Linked DNA regions of Mus musculus: all the other regions are linked to region 3. Evidence: chromatin contacts called from public capture Hi-C and promoter capture Hi-C data. All regions are on one chromosome and are shown on one strand. Each heading gives the region's core, a stretch centred on a gene start, on an enhancer-like site or on the middle of the called end of the contact. The rest is flanking DNA. Distances are from core to core; before and after follow the strand shown. Region 1 holds the start of Rhpn2 (rhophilin, Rho GTPase binding protein 2). Region 2 holds the start of Lrp3 (low density lipoprotein receptor-related protein 3). Region 3 holds the start of Pepd (peptidase D).

The links. Promoter capture Hi-C pulls out the DNA fragments that hold promoters and counts their contacts. Capture Hi-C pulls out chosen DNA fragments and counts their contacts.
Region 1: a contact with region 3 is called in a capture Hi-C map of macrophages, with 5 times the contacts expected there. The contact joins the promoter of Rhpn2 here to the promoter of Pepd in region 3. A contact is called at or near these places in 1 of 39 promoter capture datasets (pre-B cells), 2 of 484 Hi-C or Micro-C datasets (CD4 T cells and regulatory T cells), 1 of 115 datasets of contacts at active chromatin or transcription factors (pancreatic cancer cells) and 3 of 9 other capture datasets (adipose tissue, liver and macrophages).
Region 2: a contact with region 3 is called in a promoter capture Hi-C map of the HPC-7 cell line. The contact joins the promoter of Lrp3 here to the promoter of Pepd in region 3. A contact is called at or near these places in 7 of 39 promoter capture datasets (the C10 cell line, the HPC-7 cell line, HPC-7-derived erythroid cells and 4 more), 1 of 115 datasets of contacts at active chromatin or transcription factors (embryonic stem cells) and 3 of 9 other capture datasets (adipose tissue, liver and pancreatic islet).

What each region holds. Positions count from the first base shown.
Region 1 is chr7:35,332,632-35,335,699 of GRCm38.p6, reverse strand. It overlaps Rhpn2 (rhophilin, Rho GTPase binding protein 2), which reads right to left and starts at 1,463. Exons shown (of 15, transcript NM_027897.4): 1 at 1,289-1,463. The coding sequence starts at 1,357.
Region 2 is chr7:35,213,727-35,216,966 of GRCm38.p6, reverse strand. Lrp3 (low density lipoprotein receptor-related protein 3) reads left to right here and starts at 1,622. Exons shown (of 8, transcript NM_001024707.2): 1 at 1,622-2,111. The coding sequence starts at 2,039.
Region 3 is chr7:34,910,680-34,913,775 of GRCm38.p6, reverse strand. It overlaps Pepd (peptidase D), which reads right to left and starts at 1,369. Exons shown (of 15, transcript NM_008820.2): 1 at 1,322-1,369. The coding sequence starts at 1,338.

The DNA of each region.
Region 1 (3,068 bases), core at 214-2,713, 420 kb before region 3:
GCAGCCAGGCCCTAGGGCCTTAGGTTGGACATCTTGAGATTCCCAGGCCAAGCAACCTCCTGCAATTCTGGCCTGTGATCCTCTGGCCCAAATGCCACACATAATTAGAAGTTATAATCCTGTAATTCCATGATGACATCTTTCAACTTAAATATACTTTAAAACTTTTTTAAATGCCAAAAGGAACTTTAAAAATTGCCCACTGTCCCCACCTGTCTCCAGATTTCCCTCTTTTCTATTACTACTTCACGTGTGAGCAAAAGTTCTTTAAGATGCCAGAGTCCCGCGGGAGAAGGAAGCTGCCAAGCCCATTTACGAACAATTAAGAATTGATTGCTCTGTGGGAAGCAGTTTCACTTCCCTATTCATGACTGCTCGCTGCGCCTTCGATCGTATCAGTTAGAAAAATATCCACGACAATCTCTCAACCCACCAGGTGATCCTTGGCCAAAGTCCAAAAGCTATTTTTAGACTCTCTAGGGACCCAAGAGGAAGGTGAGGAGTCTGTCACAGTGATTCGCACCTCTAAAGTGCCTTTGAAAGCCAGCAGCTGTTGGGCAATCCCAGCACCGCTGTGGGCGCCTAATGGGGTCGCTTTTGAGGAACTGAGTTCCAGGGCGAAAGGCAGTCGCATTAATTGCCCAGGAGCGCCAAGACGTGCCAAGCGCGCAGAGTCCAGTCTCGCCCTCTCGGTCTCTCGGACAACCAAATACAGATAAATCCACTTTGGAAGAGTGAGACTCCGGTTCTCTGGCTCTCTTGGGCGAGGACAAACGAAGGGGCACGCCCGAGGTCCCCTTGCAGCATCCACTCTCCCTTACCAAGAAGTCGAAGGGGGCCAACGCTGAAAGCACTTGGGAGGCAAAAGAGCAAAACTCGCCCTCCAGATGCACCATGGCTAAGCGCTCGGGTGGAAACTGAGCTGCGGTATAAGTGCAGAGGGACCGACCGAGCTCGCCAGCGTGGCCAGGAGCTGGTCCTTTCCCCACCAGCGCGAGAAGCCTGGCAGGGCCATCCGGATCACCTCCCCAGGTTCCCACCTGCGTGTGGCTTGCCTGTGCACCTGCACGCCCCAGCCCGGCTGCCATCTGCTCGGGGCTCCAAGCCCCGCGCAATCAATCCCCTTTCGACCCCCCTTCTCCGCCCTTCGGCCCGCACCAACTCTGCGGGTCTCTCCCTTCTCCTTCCCCTCCCCCTCCAGTCCAAGCCGACCCCCGCCTCAAGCCCCTTCAGCACGCTCCGCAGTTTGCCAGGACAGAGAGAGAGGGTCTGTTGACTCGCCACTCACCTTTCGAAAGTAGTCGTCACCCTCTTTCTCCAGCGGCTGGGGAGCCGCGGGTAGCAGCGTATCGGTCATGCTGGCAGCGCGGGAGTCCAGGGTGAACTGAGGTGCAGTGGCTACTAAGGGCCCCAGGAGGCGCCGGGACCCGCCCCCGCTCCCGCCCCGACCAGCCAGCCGCCCTGCCGCCCCGCCCGAGCCCTAGAGCGCCAGATATCTGGAGCTCCGCCCCTCTTAGCAAGACCTGGACCTAGGCAGATCCCGAGCCTGGAACTCAGTTCTGCCACCTAGGCCCCGCCTTCAGCCTCCCAAGAGGCGAATCCCAAGCCCTACAGTTCCGCCCCCCGCATTTGCAGTCCTCCTGCATCCCAGAGTGAGCCCCACCCCTGATCTCTGGAGCCACGCCCCATCTCGCCTAGGCCCCGCCCCTCCACCATCCAGTCCTACCGGAGGCGGATACCTAACTCTGTAGCCTCGCCCCGCTCAACTAAGGCCCCGCCCACAACACGCACGGTCCTCCTCCAGCCCCGCCCGAGGCTGAAGCCAGAGCCCTGAAGCCCTGCCCTTGATTGTATAGACCGCGCCCCTGCCCCATGCAAGTGTTAAGTGCTGTCTGCCGCGAGTCTAGAATGGAGCTCTTGCTGAGCCTTCGATCTTAATCTGAGTGTTGTTCACAGCTCACTACCTTGTGAGCGTTAAGGTGGCGCAGCCAGCGGGATCGGGGTTTCAGCAAACGTAGCGAAACCCAAATTCGCCCTTTCTCTGGAGCCCTAGGAATAGTAAATGCAGAGAACTAAATACGTTTGCTTTCCCACTCAGGGACGCGGACATTCATGACCAGTTCATTCGCTGCTCGGAAGCTTTTAAAGGCTCTGGCCAGGAAGGACGGAAAGCTGTTTGCAGGAGAGGAGGCCTCCGAGCGCTTGGGTAGCAGAAGTCGTCGGGAGAGGGGGCCACCTACTGAGCAGGCTTTGTGCACAGGAATTCTGCAGGTGTCTTTAAGGATGCCAGAGTTCCCAAACTCGGTTTTCTCAGTTCTCAAGCCCAAGTGATTTTTTCTCTGGCTGGTCTCGTGTTATAGGTATCGATGTGGTTAGTACAGGAGTAGCAGGGGGTTCCTTAGGCTCGGGGTTCGCGGAACCTCCTACTGGAGAGTAGGTAAACTGGCGTCGGATATTGGTAGCACATCGGGCTACATCTGCAGGAGCCTAGAGCCCCCAGCCTGTAGACTCCTTCCTCACCGCCGCCACCACCACCAAAAAACACCTTTGTCTTCTGCCTTTGGAGGTCTGTGGGTCGCAGTGTAAACCTCAGATTCGGCTTTCAAAACTAACCAACCGTTTTCATGCTCTTTAAGAAGTGTTTTAGGGGCCAGGGGCGTTTAATTTCAGGACTCAGGAGGCAGAGACAAGCGGGTCTCAGAGCCAAGGCTACACAGAGAATCCTTGTCTCGAAAAACAAAAACAAACAACAAAAATGGTGTTAGTATGGCTGCAGAGGTGGCTCAGAGGATAAAAGTGCTTGCCGCTCAGCCTGACAACCTGAGTTCCATTCCCTGGAACCCATAGGGTAGAAGGTGCAAAAAAGAACTTCCACAGGTTCTCTGACCTCACACGTGCGCCATGGCACATGCATTCCCCCTCCAACCCCCCAGCAAACACACAAAATAAATAAATGTAAAAACATCGAAAGTAAATAAATATATATTTAGACGGTTCGAGAGGTTTAAAATAAGTTCTTGAAAATAAACAAAAGCAACAGCTTAACATACGTTAAAAAGTTAAAAAAT
Region 2 (3,240 bases), core at 373-2,872, 300 kb before region 3:
CCCCTGCTTTAAACTCCAAATATGTACCCAGAAATGGAATTCTTGGCTTAGATAATATGTATGTATATGTATATATGTGTGTATACATGTGTTATATATGGATATAGATGTATACATATACACACATGTGTATATGTGTGTGTATGTATATGTAGCTGGCACACACACACACACACAGAAAGAGAGAGAGAGAGAGAGAGAGAGAGAGAGAGAGAGAGAGAGAATCCATGCCATTCTGCTTGTTTCTTTCTTCCTTTCTTTCTGGGGTCATGGTGGTACAGGTCTGGTCATAAACTCAAAAATTCCTCTTCTGGATTATGGGCTATTTGCAATTGCAATGTTATGTGTGATGCTTGCATGTGCCACCAAGTATTTTGCTTGCATGTGTCTATGTGAGCTATACATGTGCCTGGTGCCCGAGGAGGCCCGAAAAGGCTGTCAGACACCCTGGAATCGGAAGTGTAAACCAACGTGGGTGCAGGAACCGAACTCAGGTCCCCTGGAAGATCAGCAAGAACTTTTAACCACTAAGCTACCTGTCCAACCGCCGCCCCCTCATTACCCGATTTTAAAAACCCTTTAATACTTACTGGGAAAATCTACTCTGGCATAATCACAAAAGGCTTAGAAGGAGAACAAGAAAGCACAGAAAGACTCAGAGTTCCCCCAAAGAAACACTTTTGGTTCCTGTACAGTGAAAATGAAGTTAACGAATTCCTGTGTCCACAGCTTTCACTAATGGACCGTTGTTTCCCTCAGCCTTCATAATCTTAATGAGTGGCAGTGCTTGTGAGGGCACGCACAAAAGCTAAAGACCATGGGTGTGTGTGTGGAAGGTGAGGCTCACCCCAGCTTGCGGAGCCTCCTTGCTCGGGGGTATTTGGGGACCTCTGATTTAGCATCAGTTTTAAAGAACAGCTGACCTCAATTGACCCCAACTCCTCAATTCCTCTTCCAAGTTCATTCTGGTTTTTGCCTCTCCTGGATTCAAACCCTTGGTTGACAGGTTGTCTCCAGACTACAACCACACGCTTAAAAAGCATACATCATCGCGGTTCCCTAGAGGATGAGGGGGTAACTGAGCTGGTCAGGGGCACAACTGGGTGTCCAAAGTCCTCTCAGGGTTCTCATCAATGTCTCCACACAGGCCTCACTTTTTACAAGGGAGCCACTTTAGAGACAGGATGAGGTAAATGAGAAGGACAGAGGGCCAGCAGGAGGAGAGAATTCCCAAAGCAAATCAGCCAGGAACGCATTGCATTAGGAAGAAGTCAGGTCCCAACCTTGGGCCTCGACTCATTGTCTTGGCCCCCATCAGCCCTTTCCACGCCATCCCACCTCAGTCTCCCTCTCTTCCCCAGCACAGTCGCCTGGCTTCGGGAAAGAGACCAGATCTTGGGATCAAAGGGCGAAGGCGAGCGCTTCCCCGGACCATAGGCGCAATGCCAGCCCTAATCGCTGAGCCAAGGTTCAGAGCTAGCGGGTTCCGGTCGGAGCCGCGTGCGTGGAGCTGTCCAGCACCCCGAGGCGGGGCGTGCGCCCCCCGGCCCGCCCCAGCCTCCTCCGCCCGCCCTGTCAGCGCCACTGCGGCTCGGCGGGCGCGTCACGTGGCTAGCGCGGCGCGGCCTCCCGGCTCCGGGCTTAGGCGAGGGGCCGGCCGGGAGGACGGACGGACCGAGCGACGCACCCTCGTAGGCACCGTGCGGCGCAGCGCGGGCGGCCCGGGGACCGACGGGCAGGGCGCGCCGGGGCATGGGCGCGCCGGAGGTCTCGGTGCGCAGGCCGGGCTGGGCGCGCCGGCCGGGGCTCCGGGACAGCGGCGGGCGAGGGTCTTCCCTGGCGACCGCCGCTGAGCCCCCGCGGGGCCCGTGACGCCGCGGCCGATGTGGCCCCGCGCGTTGCGGGCCTGCACCGCCGCCGCACAAAGACGCCGCCGCAGCCGCCGCCCGCACCCGGGCCGCAGCCGCCGCGCCAGCCCTAGCCCCAGGCGGAGCCCCGGCCGCAGGGCAGCAGGCGTCCGCGCGCGGCCCGCCCCGGCATGGAGAAGCGCGCGGCCGCGGGGCCGGAGGGGGCGCCGGGCGCCAGGGCGCCGCTCGCAGTCGTCTGCCTGGGTGAGTGGGCCGCGAGGGGCCGGGCGGGATGGGAGGGCTTGGAGCCTGCACTGCGATGGCTTCCGCGCCCAGGCACCCTTGGGCTGCCGAGGAGGGAGCCTCCCACCACAGCAGAACCCCAGGCCCGGAGCTGGGGGACGAGAACGCTGGCCTTGGGTTCCTGGGAGAGGCTGGGGTCTTCCTGATGCTTTCCAGCCCGGCCTGCCTGAGTGGTGCTCTGGCTTCCAGAGCTGTGGACAAAGGCCTGGACTACTGCTCCCTAAAGAAGGAACCCTTTCCTGCCTGGAGTCCTGGACAGGCCTGGGAGCTAGCCAAAAGATGGGGACTCAGCATGGGGGCTTGTGGCGGGGGGGAGGGAGGCAGATGTGAGAACTCATTTTCCCATTGTGTCTTCCCAGACCCAGATGGTCATAGGTCGGTTCATCCCTGATGGGGGTTGGGGGGGGGGGTCTGAGTCTGTTCCGGGGAGGGCCAAGAACCCGCCAGGACTGGAACCTAGGTTAGAAGGCTCCTTCCCTGACCAGGAAAAATTTCTGTCCACTTTCCCAGAGCCCATTGCAGGAGAGGGGAAGGAAGGAGTTAAATCCCCAACCCACATGGTTCTTTATTTACCTTGATGAAGGAGGGAGGCCCTTAGAAGAGCTGGGTCATTAGGGGACACCCAGTGATATCACTGTTGAGGGCCTAGGAATGTGACAGGCTCCCTAAAACCACTGAAGTGACAAAGTTGTGAGGGGTGTGGGGCAGCTCTTTCTTTTTAAACTGTAACTCTCATCTGGCCTCCAGGAATAGAGAAGGGTGAGTGTCCAGGAGAGGACTACTGCACAGGCTATGTGAGCTAATCTAAGCAGTGGCTTATATGCCCTGAGTTCCTGCTTCACCTGCTGCTAGTGGTCACTGTGTCTGGGTCCTGGCTATTGTGTTTCCCAGGTGGGCAGGGCAAAGGTGAGGGCTTCCTTGCTCAGGAGATGCCCGTGTCTGGGTCTAACAGAACCAGAATGCCCTGGGGGTGCAGATGGGGTGAATACCCCTATTTCTTCATCAAATGTAGAATCACTGCTCCTGAGATGAGTGCCTCAATCATGGAGGGGGGGCACCCTGGTCCCCAGGCTGTTAGAATTCTTTTCAT
Region 3 (3,096 bases), core at 120-2,619:
CATACTCGCCTCAGTTCTGAACTCAGTCTGTGGAGAACTGCACTCTTCTACCCCTACCCTTCCTAACATCCCCTACCACCAGGTCCACACCCTCTTCCGCTGAAACCACAGCTCATGCTATCGGGGGTGGGGGTTGGGGGGGGGGAACTCTTTAAGAAGCCAAGTGGTAAATGAGGAAAATACCTAAAAAAAAAAAAAAAAGCCAAGTAGTAGTGACACACCCCTTTAATCCCAGCACTTGGGAGGCAGAGGCAGGTGGATCTCCAAATTCGAGGCCAGCCTGATCTACAGAGTGACTTCCAGGACAGCCAGGGCTACACAGAGGAACCCTGTCTTCAAACAAAGCAAAGCAAAACATAACAGATCTCAAGCAGGGTGTAGTGCCATCGTGCCTGGATTGTCAGCACTCTGAAGGGCAAAGCAGGAAGAATCTGAGTCCCAAGGCCAGCATGCGCTACATAGTGAGACCCTGTCTAAAATTCTTAAAAAGCAGATTCCAGATGACAATCCTTCTTGCTCCCCCAGGACAAAGTCTGGAGAAGTCACTAGCACCAAACCTACTAGTTCAGGGATGTACCCTACTCTCTCAGTCTTTATCTCTTAACCTTTGATCAGCTGTCCTTCCGTGACACTGAATAGAGCCCATCTGTCCAAACTTCCTCCCAGCCGAACCACTGACCCTTTAATCATACAGAATTATGGCAAGTCTAAGCGGAGCAATACACTGGGCTACTGAGGCCTGCATGGAGCCTGCATCGGAGCTAGTGAGGAGACAACTGACATACAGAAAGTCAGGCAGTATAGAATTGATCAGATAATTAAGGGAAGGTGTCTCAGAGGAGCTGACGTTTGGGCCAGGAAAGAATCAGGAAAGTGCTGGCCTGATTAACGGATATTCCACGGCCACTCCAAATACTACTCACACTTTCCCTCACTTTTGAGGAAGCGCCTGGGAACCTGGCGCCCAGACCAGGCTGGCCACCTCATCGGAGGGGCGTGGCAGTGAACAGATTTGTGAAGCTCCCACTTCGGCCACTTACGGTGAGGCTGCCACACTCGGGACTCCAGGGAAGCCACCCTCCCCCGCCCCACGAGGGCCAGTGGGCAGCCGCAAGCATGCAGGGGCTCTGCAGGTACCACTCGCCCAGCCCGGCTCTCGGTTCCGGTGCCCCAGAGAAGAAGCGCGCAGCCCGCAGCCCGCGGCCACAGAGCAACTCCAGTCAGAGCTCGGAGGCTGTCACCCACTGTTCAGCTAGGAATACCGAGGCAGGCCACCTCTACGCGGGCCGCAGGCAGGGCAAGGGACAAGCTCAGCACTCACCGCACAGTGGACGCCATGTTCACTCGGCGCTAGCGTCACGTGGAGTGCAGCGTCAGCTGAACCAGCTAGGGTTCCTCTGAGGAGGACGGGGCGGGGCCAGGGCGGGATTTTTAATGGGCGTGGTGGCTTCAGTCCCTCCCACTCCAGCTCCGGACTTCACACCCTTAAGTGGAGGAGTCCTGCAGCTGATTAAGCATCTCAGATTCCCACAAGAAACTAGAAGGAACTTGAGCAGCAACCCAGAAGGCTTTCCCTCTTGGGAAGAAGTGTCCTGAGACAGGAGATCAATTGATTCTAGGTTAGCCCCTGACCTTGTGTGTATGTTGCCGCCCACCCGCGAGAAGAACATACAAGAATAAAGAAACCATGGGGATCCACTTCTGTATCATTGGGAATAGAGGCCCCTTGGTCTTGCAAACTTTATATGCCCCAGTACAGGAGAACGCCAGGGCCAAGAAGTGGGAGTGGGTTGGTAGGGGAGCGGGGGGGGGGGGCGCATAGAGGACTCTTGGGATAGCATTTGAAATGTAAATGAAGAAAATATCTAATAAAAATTTTTTAATTTTAAAAAATAAATAAATAAATATTTATTCATATGGTAAAGAAAAAAGAAAAAAGAAACCATGGGGAGGAGGGCCAAAGATGATGGAGAGCTGGGACAACTGGAGTAATAGAAGCCTCCAGCATTCAGGAAAGGGAGTCTGGGGAGAAAGTCTCTGGCTGAGAGATAAGCAAGGCCTTCAGGGTCTTGTATATAAGTTGGAGAGTTAAATCTAATAGGCTCTAGTCCAAACCTCCTCAAGTGCAAGATGGAGGAGCTGAAGAAAGAGAAGCAGGGGCAGGGGCAGAGCAGGGGAGGGGAGGATGAGGTGGGGAATAGCAGAGCTGAGCCCTGGTGATAGAGGAGAGTCCTACAGAGAAATGAGCATCAGAAGGCAGGCACTGCCCTCCTTACTCTCAGCACTTAAAGACACTGGTTCAAGTGCTTTGCAGATGTTAGCACCACTGCTCACAGTGGTCTCACAAAAGCCCCATGAGGAAGGCAGGTGCTGTCTTAGCACCATCTTACAGAGGAGGAGACTAAGGTCCAGAAGGGTAAGCAACATGCCTGACCTCACACAGACTCTTGAGAACTTGGACACACACACACACACAGAGTGCATTAGCTCCATCTTCAGCTAAAGAGTCTCGACTCCCTAATAAGGGACGCCTTTTTAAAAATAGCAGAGGAGGAGCAGGTTTGTAGTAGGAAAGCCTGCCCCCAGCTAATCACAGCCCCACTTCTTTTGACATAAAATATGTCAAAATTAAACCAACTGCCAGCTTAATGCTTATTAATGTGTAAAAGAAGTAATTATCCTAAATATTTACAGAAGAGAGGCAGAGAACACCCAGCCATTGAACGGAGCACTCTTTCTGTAGTGTTAACCGGGAAGCACTACCCACGGCTCCTGCCCACCCAGGCCCATCTGCACAGTGGGCCTCGAGGCAGGGTCTGCTCTGACAGTCGGTTTTTTTCTGTGTCAGACACCTGCTGCCTCTCCCCGCCCCTCCCCATCAGAGGCTCCAGCAGGACCGGCCCCTCCCCCACTCTTGCTCAAGACCCTCTCCAGCAAGCCTGACCACATCCCTCGCTGCTCTCTATCAGACTCCATCATGGCCCTGCCACGTATCACAACTCCGCATCAAAGGCTGAGGCAGAGGATCCTCCTCCCCTGTTCCTGCCCATCAGAGGCGCTGGCAGGGACTCCAGGAGAAGCTGCTCAGGGTGTGGG